Regions from separate parts of the Mus musculus genome. Here all the other regions are linked to region 1. A link is a contact called in public HiCAR-type, HiChIP or PLAC-seq and promoter capture Hi-C data. All regions are on one chromosome and are shown on one strand. The core of a region is the stretch at or near the end of the contact, and the rest is flanking DNA. Distances in the headings are between cores, read along the strand shown. Region 1 holds the start of Oat (ornithine aminotransferase). Region 2 has its middle 57 kb from the start of Cpxm2. Region 3 has its middle 79 kb from the start of Cpxm2. Region 4 overlaps 1500002F19Rik (a long non-coding RNA gene). Region 5 overlaps Chst15 (carbohydrate sulfotransferase 15). Region 6 overlaps Chst15 (carbohydrate sulfotransferase 15).

Region 1 (3,231 bases), core at 440-2,939:
ATAAAAATGAAAAAGATAAAGTTATCCACTCATAATAATGAGCCTTAGAGGGTAATTAATGGTCATTATAGTAATGAAGTAATGATCTGGGCAAATGACCTTAGCCAAGGATAGGATGAGCCCAGTAGGCTTGCTCAGTGCTCCTGAGGATATTGGATTCACTGCTCTATCTCTGAGCCCACACTACTTTCTTGCCCCTACTGACCAGGTCAACTAAGACATTCCCTGCTATGGCTGTTGAATGTCTTCTATTTGTCTCTCTACCTGGGTCTTCTTTTGTTTGTCTTTACATGTGTCTGGTGTGTTTGTGTACCAGTGTTTGCATGAGTGTGGGTACACAAGGTCTGGTGTCTTCCATGATTGATTCCTACGTATTTAAATATATTTAATTGAGCCTGGGTTTCTCACTTGAACCCAGAGCTCTAGGAATTGTCCTGTCTCTACCTCCCTGAACGCTGGGATTTCAGATGGGTCTCGATGCCCACTCAGCGTTTATGTAGGCTCTGGGGACCTGAACTCTGGTCTCTTTATGCTTGCCCAACAATCACTTTACCTACTGAACCATTTCCTCTGCTCTTTCCCATCCCACTTTCTTTTCCTCCTCTTTCTGATCTTGCTCTGTGTCTAGGGAGGCTAGTTTGTGGGGATTGTCTTTTCTCTTGTTTTCTCAAGTCAGGGTTTCTCTCTGTACCTCTGGCTGCCCTGGAACTCTCTCTGTAGACCAGGCTGGCCTAGAACTCATAGAGATCCACCTGCCTCTGCCTCCTGAGTCCTGGGATTAAAGGTGTGCACCACCACCACTACTACCACCAGTCTTAACAGACTCCTTAGGCTCCTGGCTCCCTCCAAGTAGTCTTTCCTCAAACTCCTCTCTCTTTGGGGTTCTAGAAACCCCACATCTAGCCCTGGATACGTGGACTGACAGTGGCTCTCCCTGGTGTGCCAGTCCCTCCATCCTTGTGCTTTCTTATTCACACACATTCTTTCCAAACTGGAGTGTGAAATCTTTCTGCCTGACCCTGAAGTGTAAGGTAGTGAATCACTGGCCCTCTGTGGTCTACAGCTTTTGGTACAGGATTGGATAACTCTTCTATTCTCTTCATATTTTCTGATTTATAACGAGCGTTATAGACAAAAATGATACCTAAGCACCTTCTGATTGTGTTTATCCTGCAATATCCTTTTCCGGTTTGAGTTTTAACCATGGTAGTGGAGGGAGTGCAGGCAAGTCTATACTGCGTAGCTGTCATTTCCAACCACTTATAACAACAGTTAATAACATCCGGGCGGCGTTTTACAGCTGCAGAGATGATACTAGAAGCATCAGTAATCTGTTTTGTCATTTTGGTACGTGAGGGTTCAAGGTCATGTGGTTTCAGCATTTAAGATATGATGTTGCTCCCAACAGGCTCTTTCAGGAAAGGTTTTGGAAGGTCCCTGGGCTAGAGAAACGCAGTGAGAGGCCACCATTCCTTCGGGCCTCCGTTCCCCTTCGGGTAAAAGAAAGCGAACTGCTCCAAGTTCAGTGCAGAGCTCAAGCGCCACAGGCACAAAAGCAGACTGCGCACTTGGGGAAGGCAGCAGAACTTGGCGCCCGGAGGCTCAAGGCCGGGTGGGTGGGGCGAGAGTGAGCCTCTTGTGATTGGTGTGCGGCCCTCCGCCTTAACCAATGAACTGAGAGAACGGGCGGGGGCGGGACAGACACGTCGTCTTAAACGACCTGACGCGCCGGGCAGCCACATCGCGCTTCGTGGCTGAAGTACAGTCAGTGTCGCTTAGCGGACGCTGTCAGGTACGACGTACGCGCCGGGGCTGGGCCAGAGCGACTAGGGCCCACTCGGTGTTCTGGAGTCTCCGCCGGGGCAACACTGGAATCTCCGGGTCTAGGGCGCCACGCAGGCCCGGGGTGGGGCGGGCTCGGCGTGAGGACGGGCGGGGCACGGCTTGGGCTCACTGTCCCCGGGGGACTCGGCTAAGGGGACTGGGGCCTTGGAGGTCTCGACTTTGAAAAGGCGGCGTTGAGGGCGCGGGGCACCACGAGCAGCTTGGCGGGGGGTGGGTGGGGGGTGGGGGTGGGAAGAGGAGGGAAGGACCCGATCCCTGGGGACAGAACTGCGAACTTGTGGTCGCGTCACCGGGAGGGGGCGCTGATGCGGACCAAGTCCGAGCTCCTTGGGCAGCTTTTACGTCTCGTGGCAGATCATACCCATCCCTCCCCAATCCCCACTTCTCTTCAGTCCTAAACCAAATAAGAGGATTGAGGAAGTGACGTGCACTCTGTGATGAGATGGTGGCTAAGGATTGGCCCACAGGGCTCTCTGCACGAAGAGCCCCCTCCTTAGGCCTTTGACAAGCTATGTTGAACCTCAGTAAATTCCAGTCTAATTGTGGGGAGCTCTTGCTGCCAGCAAATCTTGCCTCAGGCCTACAGCAATGCCCGGGAGTACATTTACCTTGTAGATGTGTCAAGATATATTAAGGGAGGAGTGGTTTTGGAATGAAGTGGCTTTGCTACTTGAATAACCTCTGATTTCTCCACCCTAAATTTTCTTGATCAAACTTGTTAGTGTCTGTAGGTAAATTAATTTTATGTAACTTGTAACTGTACTTTAAATTGTATGTGTGTGATCAGGAATGAATGCGCCATCCGAGGCCAGAGGGATTCGATACCCCTGGAGCAGTTCTTGATAGTTGTGCCATGTAATGTGGGTGTTAGGAACCAAACTCTGGTCTTCTGCAAGCATAGTAGGTGATCTTAACTGCTGAGCCATCTTTCCAGCCCCTAAAACTTTAATTAGTACATATTTTAAAAGGTATTTTTTCCTGTCTCATCTATTTACCTTCCGGTCTACTTTTACTATGGTTATATGGATATGTATTTTATGCTCTTTGCAGAGTTCTTGAGGATGAGCCAAACTGTATACCTGTATACTTTTTTTTTTTTTTAGATTTATTTATTTATTATACGTAAGTACACTGTAGCTGTCTTCAGACACTCCAGAAGAGGGCATCAGATTTCATTATGGATGGTTGTGAGCCCCCATGTGGTTGCTGGGATTTGAACTCAGGACCTTCAGAAGAGCAGTCGGTGCTCTTAACCACCGAGCCTTCTCCCCAGCCCCCAAACTGTATACTTTTAAAAATAGTAATGAATGGGTAGTGATGTGGAGGTGTGTGGAGGGTGCGGTGTAGTTGGTTCAATCCTTTCCCAGTAGTGTTACTTTAGTTGTT
Region 2 (3,231 bases), core at 247-2,746, 360 kb after region 1:
ACCGTAGATCACTTTTGCTGGCAGCTGACGTTTTGTGTTCTCCCTTATGGCCAGCAGGGGGCGGGCTGGGCCTGGGAATGTGCTGGGATGCTCCCTCTCCACCAGCTACATGCAGTTTCCCCAAATCCCCTAGGAAATCGGGGCTGGCCTCCTCCACGGCCCCACTCTCCACCAGTTAGGGGCAGGCCGCTTTCCTCCCCACCAAAAAATAACTCTGGAATTCTGGGCTTTGGCTTTCCTGTAGGGCCAGTCTATTCCAGGGACTGGAATCTGTCTCTTGGGGGCTCAAAGCCAGCATCTTCTGACAGGGCTGGATCCCAGCCTCCCTTCCACTGCCCTTATGAGGACATTCTGAGTTCCCACAGTAAATGTAGCTCCTGGTGAGTCTCAGAATCAACTCTTGCCAACAACACTCTCCACTCCAGTCCATCCTATGCAGGAGCAACCTTCTCTATGACTTGGTTTTCTCACCTGCAAAATGGGACTAAAGTAGAGTACAGTAGAGTATGATTGTAATCTCCATGCTAGGGAAGTTCAAGGCTAGCTTGGGCAGCTTGCTGAATCTTAGGCTATCCTGAGTTAGATGACATTCTGATTTAAAAAGCCACAAAGGAGTGTGTGTGTGTGTGTGTGTGTGTGTGTGTGTGTGTGTGTGTATGTAACAAGGTTACATAGCCAGCCTGGGCTACAGGAAAACCTGCCACAAAAAGGCATGTGTATAGGTTAGGAAGGGGCTGGAGAAATATCTCAACAGTTAAGAATGTTTGCTGCTTACCCAGAGGGCCCAATTTCAGTTCTTGTCACCAGTTTGGAGTGGTTCATAATGGCTTCACTCCAGCTCCAGGGGACCCAACACCAATGTCTAGCCTTCCATATGCTCGGCACACATATTGCATGCATGCAATATGTGCCCACAGACACCTAATTTTTTTTTAGAAAAGGAAATGATAAAAGAGACTAAACCACTGTTAAATGCTTAGAAGTAGCTTAGCACTGAATCTATGAGAGATGCTGTAGGCATGGATGCCTGCAGTTCTTGGAGACTGTGGGACATGTTTTCCTTTGGCACTTGCCAGTGGACCACACAATGATGTCATAGGGTGCAGCATATGGTGCTTGCTAACCTACTACCAATCAGAAATAGCCTGAGCCTGGTTTGCCAGCCAGCAAGCCCAGGTCAGCTGGCCTCAATACCCAGCACTTGATTTCGACTCCAGACTGTGAGACTCTTGTGCCTGTGTGCTGAGGAGGGAAGTGGATGGAGGTTTTCTGCTGTTGCTCTGAATGCTAAGGTTGAGTTTCAGCCCAGACTCTTGAAGAGGAAGGAAACTTTGAAATTCTATACAAGTAGGGCTCATTCCAGTAGCCCCCAGAGGTATGCCAGGCTTCTGAGAGCTCCTGAGAGCCGCCAAGTCTTCCTTACATCTCCATGAATGGGTAAAACTGGGCAAAGGCCATAGACACAGGCAGGGTTTGAGTGCCAGCCAAGAGAGGCTCAGGGCATGATGGGAAGGACAGAAACCTTGTCCAGATGCAATCAGATGCTGTTCTGTGTGGGTCACCAAAGCACAGGAAACCAGGCGCTGGGCTCCTCACTGCACAAGGCTCTTTTGTTGAGCCTAATCCCTGTTGACCAGGCTTGGCCTCAAGGTTCTGTGCAGGGCCCTCCCCACCAGGCCCACCCCAGCTCTTTCCAGCCAAAGCCCCCGGGACGAGCTCAGGTTCCCTTTGGCTTCAATGGTAGAGACCAGATCTTGGCTGAGTCTGCCCCCATTTTAAGAGACTCTTTATTGCGGACAGGGCCTGGGTGTGCACACTGTATGAATTCCAACATAACCTCTTTTGTTTTTACCCTTCTTGCTCTGTCTGTTTTCCACTGATGGCCTTAGTCAGCTGAAATATTAATTACATAAAGATGGCCGGGCTGTCAAGCTGGAGAGGTTCTAGTCTGACTCCCTCTTTAGCAGACCAGGAACAGGCCCGAGAGGGAGATCCTTGCTCTAGGTCCCCCAACTGCTGCAGAGGCTCCTGACCCTCATCCCTGATCTCGGCTTCATTCTGTCTAGTGATAGACAAACTCCCTGTTTTAGGTTCCGAGTTCTCTGCAAGTGGCAAAACTCTCTTAAGACCCGAGAACGATATGGAGGGCAGGCCAGAGCGTGGGCCCTCTGGGGAGGGAAGTAGGGGTAGCTGAAGGACCCCTTGATCTGAGTGTGAGGGAACAGGACAGGGCACAGGCCCCTCCCTCCCTTGATCGAATCATTCGTCCAAAAGGGACCCCAGAAATGTCTTCAGACTAGAAAGGGACAGGGTCTGGAGGCTCCTGTGATAGGCTGTGAAAGGGGAACTTAAAAACACGGGGACTCTAGGAGCTCATGAGTAGACGGAAACCTGTTTCCCATCTGTAAAGAAGCAGAGCAGGTGAAGTGGAGTTTGGGGAAGCGGCGCGTGCTCACGGGCAGCTGAGGGTTGGGTGTTGTGGGCCTGGCACGTGGCACAGGGGCAGTAGAAGGGTTGAACAGAGAGATATTGTGTTTTTCTGGGAGCAGTGGGCATATTCTCGAGTGGAGCAGTGGGCATATTCTCGAGTGGAGAGCGGGGGAGGGGGGTGATGGAGTTAGGCCTAACTCACTCCCTCTCTCTTGGGAACCAGCTGGGAGAGTCGACAGGAATCTTCTGTAGCTTGCGCCTTCTTTGGATGCTCCTCCTGTCCGGTTGGTTTGACAGAGTGGGGACTAAATGGATCCTAACACTAAGACTTGGTACTGTCAGCCATGGTCAGCCTGGACCACGCTCCTTGTGGGGAGAGTTGCCTCCAGGTCTAGATAGATGGTCAGGAGCCCCTTGCACAGGTGTGAGCCACACAGGCTACTCAGAGCAGCTAAGGTGACTCTGGATCCCAGGCTTGGAGTCCTGTTTCCATGGAAACCAGCTCTTGCTGATGCCCCTCTCTTCCCAGGCTTCCCTGGGGCTGCTGGGTTCAGGCTCCAGGTGCCAAGTAACCGAGGATTCCTCCCAAACTCAGTTTCCAGAGCATTGCAGGGCTGGTTGGGAGAAGAGTGCAATTTTCTAAGCAGAATTTTCCAGATTAGGTAAGATGGGGGGCGGGGCCCGGGCACTTTCGATGTGACTATAGAATAGAGACCTAGTATCACGCTGAGGCTGGTTGGTAAAACTGAGGATTTGGGTCAGGTGTAGCTTCCCAGGCCCTTGCTGAAGGGAAGTGTAGGC
Region 3 (3,231 bases), core at 347-2,846, 340 kb after region 1:
CAGGGTGGGAGGTTCCATCCAGCATCAAGTGCCCTTCACGTGGTCGTCAGACATAGGGATCTAAGACTGAGGTGACAATGGGCTTTCAGAATTTGAGTTTGAGATCCTTGGTGCGTCTTGAGTGTGACTCATCCCTAGGCAGGCAGGGTCCCGCTGGCACTCAAGAAATATGGGCAAGCTTGGAGAAGGAGAGGGTGTACCAGTCATTGTTGGTCACCTTAACAAAGTAACTCAGGGCACCTTACACACCTTTCCACAGGTTTCCTAATCAGCACCAACAGTGGTCAACCATGTTCAGTGTTCATGAACAGTGTTCAACTATGGGAGCCCATGGGGACATTTCACATTCATTCACCACACAACCCATGCTTACTGTCACTGCTCATGTGTCAGTCTAAACTCAGGGGGCCAGTGCATTGTTTTCTCTATGGCCTCTTTCTGTGGCTTCCCTGTGCCTGCTCTGTGACCTCCCCCCCTCACATGACCATCTCTCTGTGCAGGTCCCTGATACCTTTCCCTCTTTCCTTTCCTCTCCTTCTCCTTCTCCTTCTTCTTCTTCTTCTTTTTTTTTTTTTTAGTTTTTCGAGACAGGGTTTCTCTGTGTAGCCCTGGCTGTCCTGGAACTCACTCTGTAGACCAGGCTGGCTTCAAACTCAGAAACCCACTTGCCTCTGCCTCCCGAGTGCTGGGATTAAAGGCGTGTGCCACCACGCCCGGCTTCCTTTTCCCCTTTTTATAAAGATGTCACCATTAAGGGTCTCATTTAATTCATAACCTTTTGAAAAAGAATTCTCTTTTTACTCAGAGGCTCAACCCATTTGGGACGTCAACACATCAATTTGAGGAGAGGAGTAGTTGCAAGAGGGCTTACTTCCCACTTAGAAGCTTGGATCATGCTGAGCACAGCGTGGTCCTTTGGTCAGTCCCACCTTTCTCCCAAGCCCTGCTCCTCATTGTGATGTGTTGAGTGTGGAGCTAGACTTAGCACAGCCTGGGGCTGGCTTCCCTCAGCAAGAATGCTGCTGTCTGAGAGGATAGCGGGTGGTGGATTTGAGAAGCCAGACAGGCCAGGGCATACTTCTGAAAGCTAGAGTTCCCTGTGCCTGGAGCTCTCCCCTACCCTTGCTGCTAGGAAACAGCCTGGGTGGTGCTGTGCAGAATGGCATTTCTCTGTTGGGGTGGAGACTGCATCCTGAGGAGAGCCTTGGGCCCTGTGGGTGAGGCTAATCTAGTGGAGACTTGCAGGAAAAATGAGCTTTGAGGAGTTTGGTTTTCCCTGAGCTTTGGAACCAGCTCCCCTGAGGGGCACCAGGGAAAGAACGTGGCGGGGCAGGGACTGTGAGCTTTTAGCCACTGCTGCAACAAAATCACTTCATCTGAAATGGCTGGCGATCCCAGAGAGCTCTGAGGAGTAACCCCCTTAGTCCAGGCCTTTGGAAGAATGGCCTGCAGCCTTGCTAACATCTATCTCTGTGATGGCTTCAGGCTGGCCTTGCTTCTATGACCCCAGCCCTGTCCCATTGATCGCTAAGGTCTTCATGGTGACTTCAAACACAGTGAATTTCTCATCGTACAGTCCCAGAGGGCAGCAGTCTCAGACCAGGCACTATAGGCTGAGGCAGGGTGGGAGCTGGGCTGCATCTCCTGTGATCCCAGGGCAAGCTGTGTCCAGGCCTTTTCCAGCTTTGAGAGGCTGCCAGGTACTTTGGCTTGTAGGCTTCTTTCTAGAGTGCCATATTTAGTCTCTGTTTCCCTCTGCTTCCCTGGTCACGTGGCCTCTGATCACACCCTGCCTCTCATCAGGACCCTTAGAGTTACCCGGGATAATCTGTGGTTACTGCCTCATCTCAAGAGCTCATCCACAAAGTGTCTCTTGTTGGGTTAAGGGAATAATTCATCCATAGGTTCTGGCATCTGTGCTCTGACATCTTCAGAGGCCATCATGCAGCTGACCACAGGAGAGTGGCCCTGGGATCTGGCCAGGCCAGCAAGTGAGATGTAACAGGTGCCCAGTGGCAGGTCCCTTGTAGCTTTACCAGTGGGGACCTTAACGTGCCTGAGGTAGCAACAGTTCAGCAGAGGCTCTGAGCTAAGGCCCTTGTATTCTGTGATGGGGCGGGCGGGATGGAGTCTCAGCTGCAAGCCCTTTGGTTTGTACCTTTCCTCGGGAAACTCACCTCGCCGAGTGCTGTGCACCCTAGACAGGACTACATGGCTGCATGAGGAGTGTCTTTTGAGGGCTTACGGTTGCCTTTGCTTTTTAGTGCTTACGAATCTACTCTGGCAGTTTCTCAGTTGCAACCACTGGGCAGCTTCAGTTTCTAAAGCCTGGCTGTTGTTGAGTTCATCGTGTTGCAGAGACGACTTCTTGTAAAAATTACAAAAATAGAATCCTTAGTTCCCCAGAGAGCCTCAAGCTTGCAACCTCCCTGCCCCCAGCTTTTGTTAGGCTGACCTCCAACCCCACTGGCATCCATCTATATAATGGTCCAGGCTGCCCTTGCCTTCCTGCCCTCTGCCCTATTGCATTGGCCCTGGGCCTGGACCTGGTCCTCCCAGTCTGGCCAGCATCCTTCTTTGTTTTTCTTCCTTGGCTGCTGAGCATGGCTCAGGCAGAAGGACTGGCTATGGGCAGTCATGGGGTCCCTGGAACTGCAGGTTACTGTCCCAGGAGGAATGCATGGCCTCAGTGATGGGCGACTTCCAGGTAACATATCAAACAGGAATATTGGCTGAAGAGGAGCAACAATGTGTCTCAGTTGCCACCTGCAAGTGGGTGTGCCCTATACAGGGTCTTCAGGGCAGCCAGAAGAGGAAAGGACTCTTTCCTGGGCAGCACATGATAGCAACCCTGTGGTGGGGCACAGCCACGGACATGAAATGAACCTTCTGTTCCACCAGAGAAACCCCTTACTGGGGCAGCAGTCTGTGGGAGTCAGACTTCTTCTGGGATTTCATGGGGTGCATAAAAAGCTCTTTATATTTTGAAAAACCTCAAGAGAGCCAGGCCCCGGTCATATTTAAAGCAGGTGGGTCTCAGTTAAGGATGAGATATGGGTCATAAGTATACTTGTGGCTCACCCAACACAAAATAATGGGATGACCCCGGGGGCTGAACTAGGTCTTGAAGAATCCCTTCCTGGCTAAACATAGAAAGGCTAGGTCTTGAGGATGGAGGTGAGGTGGCACCTCCCCTCACCTTAGCTACTCCTTACCGAAAGGATGCTCCAG
Region 4 (3,231 bases), core at 532-3,031, 320 kb before region 1:
GAGTCCATGATGGTGAAGCTGAGGCATGGCATCAGATGACAGCATTGGCGTCAGGAACAGGAAGCTGAGAGCTCAGGTCCTAAACCACAAGCAAAGAAATCCACCTGGAAGTGGTGGGAGGTTTGGACTCTAGGAGCCCAGCCCTAGCAACATACTTAGGGACCAATTATTCACATGCCTGAAACTATGGGGAACATTTGTCATGCAAACTTCCACACCATCTCCACCTCGAAAATGTTGGGATTGCGATTATGCACATCTTCGTACACAGCAATGTGGGTTTTTTTTTCTTTTCTTTTTTTGTTTTTGTTTTTTTGTTTGTTGGTTGGTTTTTGAGACAGGGTTTCTCTGTGTACCCTGGCTGTCCTGGAACTTGCTCTGTAGACCAGGCTGGCCTTAAACGCACTGAAATTCACCTGCCTCTGCTGGGATTAAAAGTTTATACCACCACTCAGCCCTTTTTTTCCCTACTCTTTTTTTTTTCTTTTGCAGCTATGCTCTTGTAGTCTAGGTACTATTACATTTGCTATTAGCCAATATAGAACTCTACCTCTACCTTCTGTGTGCTGGATGAAGTTACAGGTCACCATGTGCTGGGTATCACACCTGGAGGGCTGTGCATACTAACCAAGGACTCTACCAACTGAGCCACACCCTGAGCCCTCTTAACATTCTCAACCTTGTAGCAAGTCACAGGCCTTCCACCCTCCGTGCAGAGCTCCTCTGCTAATTCTCCCCTCCCAGATGACACTTAGCACATCCCACCGACAGCGTTGAGCAACAGCCCTCATTTTAAGTAGCGAAGAGCGCGGTTCAAGGTAAACCATAATGCTATGCCAATTTGAAGCTTCCCCCAAGCAGAGCTGAAGGAGTTGAGATCCATTTTCTCTGTCCCCCACAACCCATCTCCATCCCCACCTGCAGCGACTCTCACTTTAGAACAGGGAAGAGGAAGGGTCAGTAGAAGAGCAAAAGGAAACAGAGTGTGGTGGCACAAAGCGGTAGTCCCAGAGAGCAAGAGGCAGAGGCAGGTGAACGTTAAGTTCTAAGCCAGGCTGGCTTACCTAAAGACCCTATCTCACAAAACCCAAACCAGCACAAGCTACCAAACAACAGCACCACAAGTATATTTCTACTTGGCTCCTCCTTTTCACACTGTTCTCACTGTCCTCTGTGATGGCAGATTTGTAACTGCTGTCTCCTTCAGTGTACATTGAAACTGGGGACTTGGGGGGGGGGGAGGTGGTAAGGGCCCAGCTATCCCTCCAAAGCTGACTTCTAGCATCACACAGCCCTGATGCAGGTGACTCACCATCTGGCTGACCTCACCTCATACCCTCAGCTGCTGTGTCACCCTCACACTCCTTCAGAAATGACATTCAGCCTTCTCTCACTTGCCTAAGAGCTTTGCCAAGTTTATCTCTAGTGGCTCTGTTGGGGAGCTCTTCAGAGCAGCATGAGGATGGGCTGCCAGTCTCCCCTCTGGCAAGCACCCCAACTCCTTAGGGTTGTAAGGTACTGGCCACACCCCCTCCCTCAGCCACAGCACCACTGCCTCCCAGTCCCACTTCCCTGCCTATTATCTTTTGTGGCAGGGGTGGGTAGCAAGGCAGCCTGCACAACCGGTTTGTTTCACTCAGCCACTGCTGATGCCATTGTCCCATTCCTCTCTCTAGTATAGGGATACAAGAGTCACAGGTCTCTCTTTGGACACAGAAGTTGCTTAAACCAACTGCTCAGGGTCATGTGATGGGACTTGTCATAGAAAGAGGCTTTGCTTTGTTGACACCTTTAATGTGGAAACTCATTGCTGGTCTAAGAATAGGTGCCTGTTGAGTGCTCAGCCCTAAATGGCACATGACATCTATATCACCTGATACAGGGAGTCTCTGAAGATGGGCAGAAAGGATGTAAGAGCTGGAGGTGGGAAGAGTTTCGGGGAAGACTATGTTCAGGAGTTGACATGGCAGCTGCACCCATGACCTCATAGCAGCTAAACACAGGAAAAGAGCCAGAAGTGGAGGCCCTGCATCAGCTCCCAGGCTGCATGATCACCAGCCCCACATTGTGCCCTTCCCCAGCCTTGAGCAGGCTAAATAGACCCTAAATGTTTGCTACAGTTGAACCTTAACCACCTAGGTGGAGTCTTCAGCCTTGCAGCACCTGCAATTTCCTACAGGAGTAGATTGCCTGCTGACTTTGCTTTGCAACATAATCCAACTGAAACAAAGCAGAAATAATCCAGTTGAAACAAAGGATGGGTCTGTGGGTTCTCCCTATATAAATACAGTGCTCAATATTAAACTTTGAGCATTGATCAGAAACTTTTGCCTTGGCTTCATCCTTCTCTCCCCTTTCCTTTTTCATTTCCAGTCCCCCTCTGTGGTATACCCAGCTTGTCCATAGCTGCTGGACGACTACACCAAATTCTGTTTTAAGCATTACAGGCAGGTACAGCTGATCTCTGAGGGCTGGCTTGTAAAGACCAAGAGCCTTTGCACCAAGAATCCAGGAGGCAGGGCCTTCAAAGAGTACTTATAGAGGGGCAGGGCCCCTGGACAGACAGGAGATCATCATGAGTTCCAGACCTGCCCGATGTTCATAGCAGACCCTGTCTCAAAAGAAGAAGGAAGAAGAAGAAGAAAGAAGGAAGGAGGAGGAGGAGAGAAAAAGACATTTTAAAAAGATTTATTTATTCATTTTATTTTGTGTCTATATGTGTTTGCACCTACTCATTTTATTTCATCTGTATATTTGTGTACCTGAAGGTACATATGTTCACTGTGTGAGCCAAAGAGCGTCAGGTCCCCTGGAACTGGAGTCACACACGGTTGTAAACCTCAAACGTGGGTGCTGGGAACATACCTCAGGTTCTCTGAAAAAGCAACAAGAGCTGGTAACCACTGAGCCATCCATCCCCCAGAGAAGAAAACTTACAGAACTACTCTGTAGATGAAATAAGACTCTCTTGCTCAGCAAGGTGGCGCACGCCTTTAATCCTAGCACTCAGGAGGCAGAGGCAGGTGGATCTCTGTGAGCTGGAGGCCAGCCTGGTCTCCGACATAGTCAGTTCCAGGAGAGCCAGGGCTACACAGAGAAACCCTCTCTTGAAAAAACAAAAATAAAAGCAAAAACAGAACAAAGGAGCATAAGAAGACTTTACTTCTAAAATGAACTTTGGGTTTTGGGGAACTGGTTTATTTTTGAGAATACTGTACTGTACTGTGTACT
Region 5 (3,231 bases), core at 533-3,032, 320 kb after region 1:
CAGCCCAAATTCCCTGGTAGAACATTCTCTCTGATCACTCCACTCCTCCTGACTGTTCTTCCCGCTGCTTAGTTCTGAGCAGGGTCGGATAGTGCCCAGTTTCAAAGCCTGAGAACCGAGGCTTTGGCAAGCACTCTGGACAAATGAGGACTGAGTTGTCGGACTGGCTTCTGTGTGCACCGGCCCCAGTACCTGTCTACTGGAACTCCCAGGCTAGCTGGAGAGACAGATGTGTGGCCACTGTTTGTCACAGTCCTACAGCTAAAGGGGAGAGAGAGAGGAGAAAGCTTGCAAGCGCCAAGGACCCGTCAATTAGAGGAGCTGTTTCTGGGCTGGGTTTTGAAGGATGAGTATGAGTTTGCCATACAGGTAAGGATGGAAGGTAATCCAAGGAGAAAACCACTCTGAGGAGAGGAGATGTCACATTTAGAGACGTATGTCTTCTTGTTGAAGATTGAGCCCCATAGTATCCTTTCCTGGTACTGTACCTCCAGCTCTGAGGACAGAAGTGCCAGGAAATTGAGCCCTGGAACATCAGGGCAGCCATGCTAGCGAGGCTCAGACTTGTGGCCGGAAGTAGCACCTGGTGTACCTGCCTTCCTGGCTGGTGGTGGAACTGACTGGCCTGCTCTGGTTTCCTTTTTGCTTGTTTTTTTTTTTTTTTTTTGTTAAGGAACAAATGACCTCTGCCAGAAACCAAAGGTGAAAACTTTCATCCTTTCTTGTCCTCAGCTTAGCACAAATATGTCATCAGTGAAAACACTCATGATCCCTGGCTGCATGTTAGGTGCTCTGCTGGGTGCTTAGCTGTTGAGTGGCAAGCTACAATAGTGGTCCAGGGGTGGAGATATCGACTGTGTCATGACCGTGACCGTGACCGATGTGATAATTCTGGAGCATGGTGTGTGTGGGGGGGAGGTGGCAGGATGCCTAATAGGCCTGTGTTAGGTGGGTGACATGCAGTGTTAGGTAGCTAGCAATGTGACAAGCTGCTCCAAGGTGTCACAACTCTTACTGCCTACTTACTATCTCAGAGTTTCTGGGGATTCCTCTGGAGATCACTGGCTTCATCACTGAGTTTTCACCTTCAGGGTTAAGGTGTCTGTTAATGTTGGGGTCTCATCCAAAGGCTTGGGAGGGAGGCGGATTAGGTCCCACACTCACATGGTTGTGGCAGAACTGGGTTTCCGCAGGGCTGTTGGAGCACAGGCCTCTGCTCTTTTCTTTTTCTTTTCTGACTCAGCTGGAGGTGTCCCTCAATCCCTGGGCAGTAGGCTTTTCCAGAATGGCTAATGATGTCATCAAAGCAGCAAGGGAGATGTTGGCTAGCTGATCATCAGTGACCAACTATGATCAGTCGCCAGTGTGCCATTCCAATACTGTTGCCATATTTTGTGTGTCACAGACACATGCCCTGGTCTAGCCTCTCTCCTGGGTGCTTATTTCCCACCTGGTGCTTGGAAACCTGGTACCCGCCCTGTAGCCCAGAGAAGAGTAACTTCAACTTGATGTCAGCTCCAGCGCCTTCGGGAAGCTGTCACGTGCGTGCTGTGAGTTAGTGAGGGCCGCAGCTCTGCTGCTTCTTAAACATTACCAAACATACGCAACAGTGGGAAGTTCGACTTTTGAAACCCATAGCTCATGGCCTATCTGGAGTGGCCAGCTCAGCTCCTTTCCTATCTCAGCCAGAAAGAATGATAAATAGTGTGTGTTTAGGCTACTCTTGGAGAAACAAACACTAGAGCCCATGTCCCCATTAGTGAAACTGGCTCCTGGGCCTTTGGCCTACTTTAGCTGTTCCCTGGCTTTGCCTTCTGCACGTGGGAGATTCCCTGGGCTGATCCATGCCAGCTGGATTGGTCCAAATGGTTCGTTTAGTTCTACAAGTCAGCTGAGGTGGAGGAGGGACCGTTTGTAGTTTCTGATTTTCGGTTAGCCTTTGTTTCTGTTAACTGATTGAAGGCAGAGGGGTTGAACTGTGCTGGGGTTGGAGAAGGCTAATCCTAATGACTTTTAAGTTCCCAGAGAAAGACAGAAGCAGTAAATCCAACCCCCACCCTGGGGGGAGATAGAGGAATAATGAAGAAGTCTTGGGGTGGGGGGAGGTTCGAATGGCAGAGGCTTGCCATGAATTCTCTCTGTAAGAAACTGCAGCAATTTAGAGCTAATGGTTTCCTAGGCTAAATTGTCCACTTAATTAAAAAGAAGCCACCAACAGACAAGCAGAAATTCCTTCACTTAATCCTTCTCTGGAATGGCCCACTCTTCTCTCTCTCGTTTGTGAGCAGAGATTGCTTCCTCATGCAGGGCCGCCACCGCTCCCCCAGTCTATATGAGGCATGGCTCATAAGGAAGATGTCGACTCCTGTACCCCTGTCACATCCTTCTTCTGTTCAAGGGACATTAGGAGAGGGGCCATGTACCATCTGTTAAGGCTTTTATATGTCTACAGTTTTGTTTTTAATTCTGTGTTGTCATAGCACGATGCTCAGAACTGACCATCCAGGAAAGATTGCTTTCCATATTTCATGATGATGGGTCTACAGGGAAGCAGGGCTCTACTCAATTAAGTAGACTTCCATTTTGACCCCTAATCCCTTGGGCCTTGAAGCCTGGAGAACTGTGTTCTTCATCTGCTTATATAAACTGACTTTTTAGTGACTGTCTGGACTGGGTAAGTAATTAATCTACATATGGACTAGGAAGGGAAGGAGGCGTTGGATGAATGAAGTGTGCCCACTCCTTTGTAATTGTCCATGCTCACTGGGAGCACACAGTAGCAGTGAGGCCAAGCAGTTGAATAGAGATGTAGACTTGATTGAGTCCCCGTAGTCTGCAGAATATGTGGAGGCATGCAGGCAGGGAGCAACTTCTACCACTGAGTGTGTATATAGATGTGCAAGCGTATGGTGCACCATAGGGACCACTCCTGGATACCCAGACAACTTGCCTCCAGATCCTGCCAGTCATGGCTTTGCCACCTGAGGCAAGAAACTTAAGCTATCTGTGTCTTATTTCCTCATCAGTGAACTGGGGGAGTGGGCTGTTATTTAATTAAATGTGTATGCATAACATTCACTCACCAAATGTGATTGAGCATTTGATGCTAAGCTATGTTGAGCTATGATCTGCTTTGTTGAGTCCATGGCTAGTGGAGGTGTGAGCACAGGCTTCAGCAAGGTTGGGGCCCCTGCTCACTCACCTGAGTGCTGTGCCATGCCCTGCTCAGAT
Region 6 (3,231 bases), core at 474-2,973, 290 kb after region 1:
AGGGTCTGTCTCAGTGGGCAGGAAGGGTCTAGGGATACAAAGGTGGACAGAGCCACCCTGTCCCTTTGGTGCTCTCTCTCTTTCTCTCTCTCTCTCTCTCTCTCTCTCTCATTTCCTCCCACACATTCTCTCTATCCTCTCTCAAACACTCTCTTCTCTCACTCCCACTCATTTTCATTCTATCTCTCCTACACATCACTCTCTCATGCACACAGTCTCTCTCTTACACACTCTTACACACTCTCTCCCTCTCTAACACATATACACACACTCTGTTACACACGCACACATACACACACACTTACACACTCTCTCCCTCTCTAACACATATACACATGCTCTGTTACATACACACACACACTCTTACACTCTCTCCCTCTCTAACACACATACACACACTCTTTCTTACACACACACACACACACACACACACACACACTTCCTCTCTCTTACACACACTCTCTCTCCCTCTCTCACATATATACATACACTTTCTCTTACACAGGCACTCACTCCCTGGGCACATCTTCTTTCCTTCATTTCCCGCTTGTGTTAGGGGACTCGTTGGACAATGGCCACAATGCCACCGCTTAAGGACTTTGCACTCCAGCCACATGGGAGCCATGATGTCAGAAAGCACGTCCCTTTCCCTGGCAGGTAAGGTTTGGGGCTGCACCTGCAGGAAGCCTCACAAACACACAAGAGGAAGAGTAGCTGGTTCTCAGACACCTGATGTCTTGATGATCTTGGGCCAATTTGGAGACACAAAGCCTTTCATGTTGACCTGGAGAAGAAGAGGGTGAGGGTCTCAGTTTGTCTGCAGTCACATGGCTATTTCAATGTTGTGATCGGTGCCCAGTGCAGACTCTGGAGTCTTTAGATATCCAGCCCCCCTCCCCTGGCCCATATCCTTTCCTGTCTCTGTAAATCACACCGAGCAGGAAGTATATGACATTGAATTCACAGTTGAGCTGCTTGTACAGTGGGGCTAATACTTGTCTTTAATATTATCAGGACATTTAAACCCAACCATCCACATTAACCCTAGGCTGGTGTATGGACACAGTCAGTGTCCGCTGGGGTCACTCTGGTCACCAAGCCAAAAGTGCCTTGTCCTGGAGCATTCCTAGGAACTCAGTGGGGCATATGGAATTTTCTTCTGTCACTAAGGTGGGGATATTTACTGACCACCCACCCAGAGTGAGGTCCATGCTCTCCTGGCCTGAGCATCTCTGGCCCTGGGCTTGTGTGGAGCTCATGGCCTAGCCTGGCTGCCTTGCCTAAGCAGTCTCAAATCCAGTTTGACCAATCAGTTAATGGCTGATACCCTACTCTGCCAGCCTCTGTTGGTGGCAGCTTCATTTGGGTATATAGGTGAAAGGTCACAAGCTTTGCAGCCAAACAGATCCATGGTTGTCTAGTCACCTCCTGTATCATTCCACTTAGGTGCAGCCTATAGGAACCAAGCTTCCTGTGTTCTGAGCCTGACAACCAAGCTAGCTCGAGGGAGCACTGGCTAGCCGCGTGACTCTGAGTGTGTGTATAACCCTTCTGTGCCTTAGTTTCCCACATGTACTTTGAGGCTCTGCATATTGACTTTGGAGGGTTACTATTAAGGACAGTCGTATGTGGCCTCCCACACATGGCTGACACTGTACCAGTAATCATTTCTTCCTTTCACTGTTTCTGGTGACACTGAAAACCCTGGGTCTACATGCTCCCCTGGGAATTCATGCCTCAGTCACTATGTTCCCCAGAGCTATTTTGGTGGGCCAGCTCTGAAGCACAGCTTGAAGCCTGTAGGTTTCACCTGAGTGGGATGGCAGATAGTTACTAGACAGACTTGAATGGAAGAGCCTGTGTCCCGGTGATTTGAATTACCACCAGAAATAACAAAACGAGTGTTCTAAAAGAGTTTCCCCTGTAGACATACTGGGCTCAGAAAAAGAAAATCGTCTGTTGTGTCACGCAGACCTTTGGAGTCTTTTGTGCACGTGGAAATCTCTGGGTGAGAACTGCAATGTGAACATGTTTGAAGCCCCTTGCCCACTATGCCTTTGTGGAGCAAACCTGAGTTATGTCACGGCTGTTGGTGAGACAGGCATCTGGCTGGGTTTGGCTGGGTCAGAGCTGGAACAGATGGACAGCTCCACCCACCCACCTGTCCCTGCTGTTGGAGACTGTGGCTCTAGGCATCATTACTGTTGTTAGGGTGTCTCTAGCCCCTAAGCCATGGTGTGTCTTTTACAGATTGCCTGGCACCAGGTGGGTGCTTTAGGACTGCTCCTGTCATGGGGCTGAACAGTTTTGGAATGACAAGATGATCATGTCTCTGGAAGTCCCTGGAGTCTTTGCTGTGGAGTTAGCGAGATGCTCCTGAGCTCTGGGCTGTGTGGTCCTCATATTTGTGCTCCCCCCCCCCCCAATGCAGGCTTGAGTATGGTGCAAGGGGCTGATACCATGTAATGGACAGATATGGTGGTGGAAGGGGGAAGGGTGGGCTTCTAGTGGGAGAAAACCCATGATGAATGAAACTTTAAGATTGACTGTTTGGCTTCTCTGGAGGCTGAGATAGCAAAGCCTGTGCCAGCTTTTAACAGTTGCTGAAAACTAGATGCTGAGCAGCCGCAAAAGACAGAAGGAAGCAATGATGGTAGGTTTTTGTTAAAGAGAAATTAATCTCAGATCCTACGTCTGAAAGTGTTAAAACCAAAAGGGGCAGTCCCCAGGCCATGGCTTCCATATGATCAAGCTAAGGCCCGGAAAGAGGCCACGGCTCCTAAGGGTGACCAGCCAGGGTTTGAGTCTGGTTTGAGAGATGTGGGAAGTTCTGCTCAGACCCTTCCCTGCTCAGTAGATCTCTGCCATGCTGGTAGGGTATTTAGGCTGTCAGGTTTTGAAACAGCCTTTCAAGGAAGTGTCTATTTGGTGCTCAGCCTCGAGAGCATTGCTACAACCTGGCTAACTAACATCATAGACCCGAGCCTGTTTACCTGCGCCTGCAAGAGTGACGAGGGACTTATTGTACAGGGAGTCTCCTGGACCTGCCTGCTCTGCAAGTTCATTTCTATGTTTCTGCGGTTTCAGGTGTGTCAGTGCACCCAGACTGCCTCTTCTTCCTCCTCCTCCAATCAGCACCTGGCACAGGCTTGTTTTGCTTTCCATGGCTCCTTCTCTGTGCAGGACACATGGCACCAGACCAGCCAGCATCCCCTATCAGCTTCGAATGCA

The links. Promoter capture Hi-C pulls out the DNA fragments that hold promoters and counts their contacts. HiCAR-type assays count read pairs that join an accessible place to other places. HiChIP or PLAC-seq counts read pairs in DNA pulled down with a chosen protein or histone mark.
Region 2: a contact with region 1 is called in an H3K4me3 HiChIP or PLAC-seq map of forebrain, with 7 times the contacts expected there. The contact joins the enhancer-like site here to the promoter of Oat in region 1. A contact is called at or near these places in 23 of 39 promoter capture datasets (the 3T3-L1 cell line, 3T3-L1-derived adipocytes, the C10 cell line and 15 more), 2 of 15 datasets of contacts at CTCF or cohesin (the NIH/3T3 cell line and large pre-B cells), 5 of 484 Hi-C or Micro-C datasets (the C10 cell line, the G1E-ER4 cell line, bone marrow-derived macrophages and 2 more), 18 of 115 datasets of contacts at active chromatin or transcription factors (the NIH/3T3 cell line, astrocytes, differentiating embryonic stem cells and 13 more) and 3 of 9 other capture datasets (adipose tissue, liver and macrophages).
Region 3: a contact with region 1 is called in a promoter capture Hi-C map of 3T3-L1-derived adipocytes, with 6 times the contacts expected there. The contact joins the enhancer-like site here to the promoter of Oat in region 1. A contact is called at or near these places in 24 of 39 promoter capture datasets (the 3T3-L1 cell line, 3T3-L1-derived adipocytes, the C10 cell line and 15 more), 1 of 15 datasets of contacts at CTCF or cohesin (large pre-B cells), 6 of 484 Hi-C or Micro-C datasets (the C10 cell line, the G1E-ER4 cell line, bone marrow-derived macrophages and 3 more), 20 of 115 datasets of contacts at active chromatin or transcription factors (the NIH/3T3 cell line, astrocytes, differentiating embryonic stem cells and 14 more) and 3 of 9 other capture datasets (adipose tissue, liver and macrophages).
Region 4: a promoter capture Hi-C map of stem cell-derived epiblast-like cells shows a contact between it and region 1, with 4 times the contacts expected there. The contact joins the enhancer-like site here to the promoter of Oat in region 1. A contact is called at or near these places in 9 of 39 promoter capture datasets (the C10 cell line, the HPC-7 cell line, embryonic stem cells and 5 more), 2 of 15 datasets of contacts at CTCF or cohesin (embryonic stem cells and large pre-B cells), 8 of 484 Hi-C or Micro-C datasets (B cells, the G1E-ER4 cell line, the HPC-7 cell line and 4 more), 11 of 115 datasets of contacts at active chromatin or transcription factors (the 230-238 cell line, the SCID.adh cell line, bone marrow-derived macrophages and 3 more) and 3 of 9 other capture datasets (adipose tissue, embryonic stem cells and liver).
Region 5: a HiCAR-type map of fibro-adipogenic progenitors shows a contact between it and region 1, with 4 times the contacts expected there. The contact joins the enhancer-like site here to the promoter of Oat in region 1. A contact is called at or near these places in 2 of 39 promoter capture datasets (the C10 cell line and the HPC-7 cell line), 1 of 484 Hi-C or Micro-C datasets (hematopoietic stem and progenitor cells), 13 of 115 datasets of contacts at active chromatin or transcription factors (embryonic basal ganglia, embryonic forebrain, embryonic hindbrain and 10 more) and 1 of 9 other capture datasets (pancreatic islet).
Region 6: a promoter capture Hi-C map of pre-B cells shows a contact between it and region 1, with 2.6 times the contacts expected there. The contact joins the enhancer-like site here to the promoter of Oat in region 1. A contact is called at or near these places in 3 of 39 promoter capture datasets (the HPC-7 cell line, hippocampal neurons and pre-B cells) and 4 of 115 datasets of contacts at active chromatin or transcription factors (embryonic basal ganglia, extraembryonic endoderm stem cells, fetal liver and 1 more).

Annotation. Positions count from the first base shown.
Region 1 is chr7:132,574,856-132,578,086 of GRCm38.p6, reverse strand. Oat (ornithine aminotransferase) reads left to right here and starts at 1,689. Exons shown (of 10, transcript NM_016978.2): 1 at 1,689-1,792.
Region 2 is chr7:132,210,511-132,213,741 of GRCm38.p6, reverse strand. No RefSeq gene overlaps it. Among named protein-coding and RNA genes, the nearest start is that of Cpxm2, 57 kb to the right of the region's middle. Within about 2 kb of position 1,496, at least 33 of the 459 cell types and tissues checked have an H3K27ac peak or open chromatin away from gene starts, as enhancers often do. A contact at or near this core is called in astrocytes, forebrain and neural progenitor cells, where this site is marked.
Region 3 is chr7:132,232,391-132,235,621 of GRCm38.p6, reverse strand. No RefSeq gene overlaps it. Among named protein-coding and RNA genes, the nearest start is that of Cpxm2, 79 kb to the right of the region's middle. Within about 2 kb of position 1,596, at least 26 of the 459 cell types and tissues checked have an H3K27ac peak or open chromatin away from gene starts, as enhancers often do. A contact at or near this core is called in 3T3-L1-derived adipocytes and adipose tissue, where this site is marked.
Region 4 is chr7:132,899,576-132,902,806 of GRCm38.p6, reverse strand. The region is part of intron 1 of 1500002F19Rik (a long non-coding RNA gene); the gene reads left to right. Gm46003 (a long non-coding RNA gene) reads right to left here. Exons shown (of 2, transcript XR_001778301.2): 2 at 485-3,231. Among named protein-coding and RNA genes, the nearest start is that of Gm46003, 4.3 kb to the right of the region's middle. Within about 2 kb of position 1,781, at least 16 of the 459 cell types and tissues checked have an H3K27ac peak or open chromatin away from gene starts, as enhancers often do.
Region 5 is chr7:132,257,547-132,260,777 of GRCm38.p6, reverse strand. The region is part of intron 5 of Chst15 (carbohydrate sulfotransferase 15); the gene reads left to right. Among named protein-coding and RNA genes, the nearest start is that of Gm10584, 57 kb to the left of the region's middle. Within about 2 kb of position 1,782, at least 26 of the 459 cell types and tissues checked have an H3K27ac peak or open chromatin away from gene starts, as enhancers often do. A contact at or near this core is called in fibro-adipogenic progenitors, where this site is marked.
Region 6 is chr7:132,280,868-132,284,098 of GRCm38.p6, reverse strand. The region is part of intron 1 of Chst15 (carbohydrate sulfotransferase 15); the gene reads left to right. Among named protein-coding and RNA genes, the nearest start is that of Gm10584, 33 kb to the left of the region's middle. Within about 2 kb of position 1,723, at least 31 of the 459 cell types and tissues checked have an H3K27ac peak or open chromatin away from gene starts, as enhancers often do.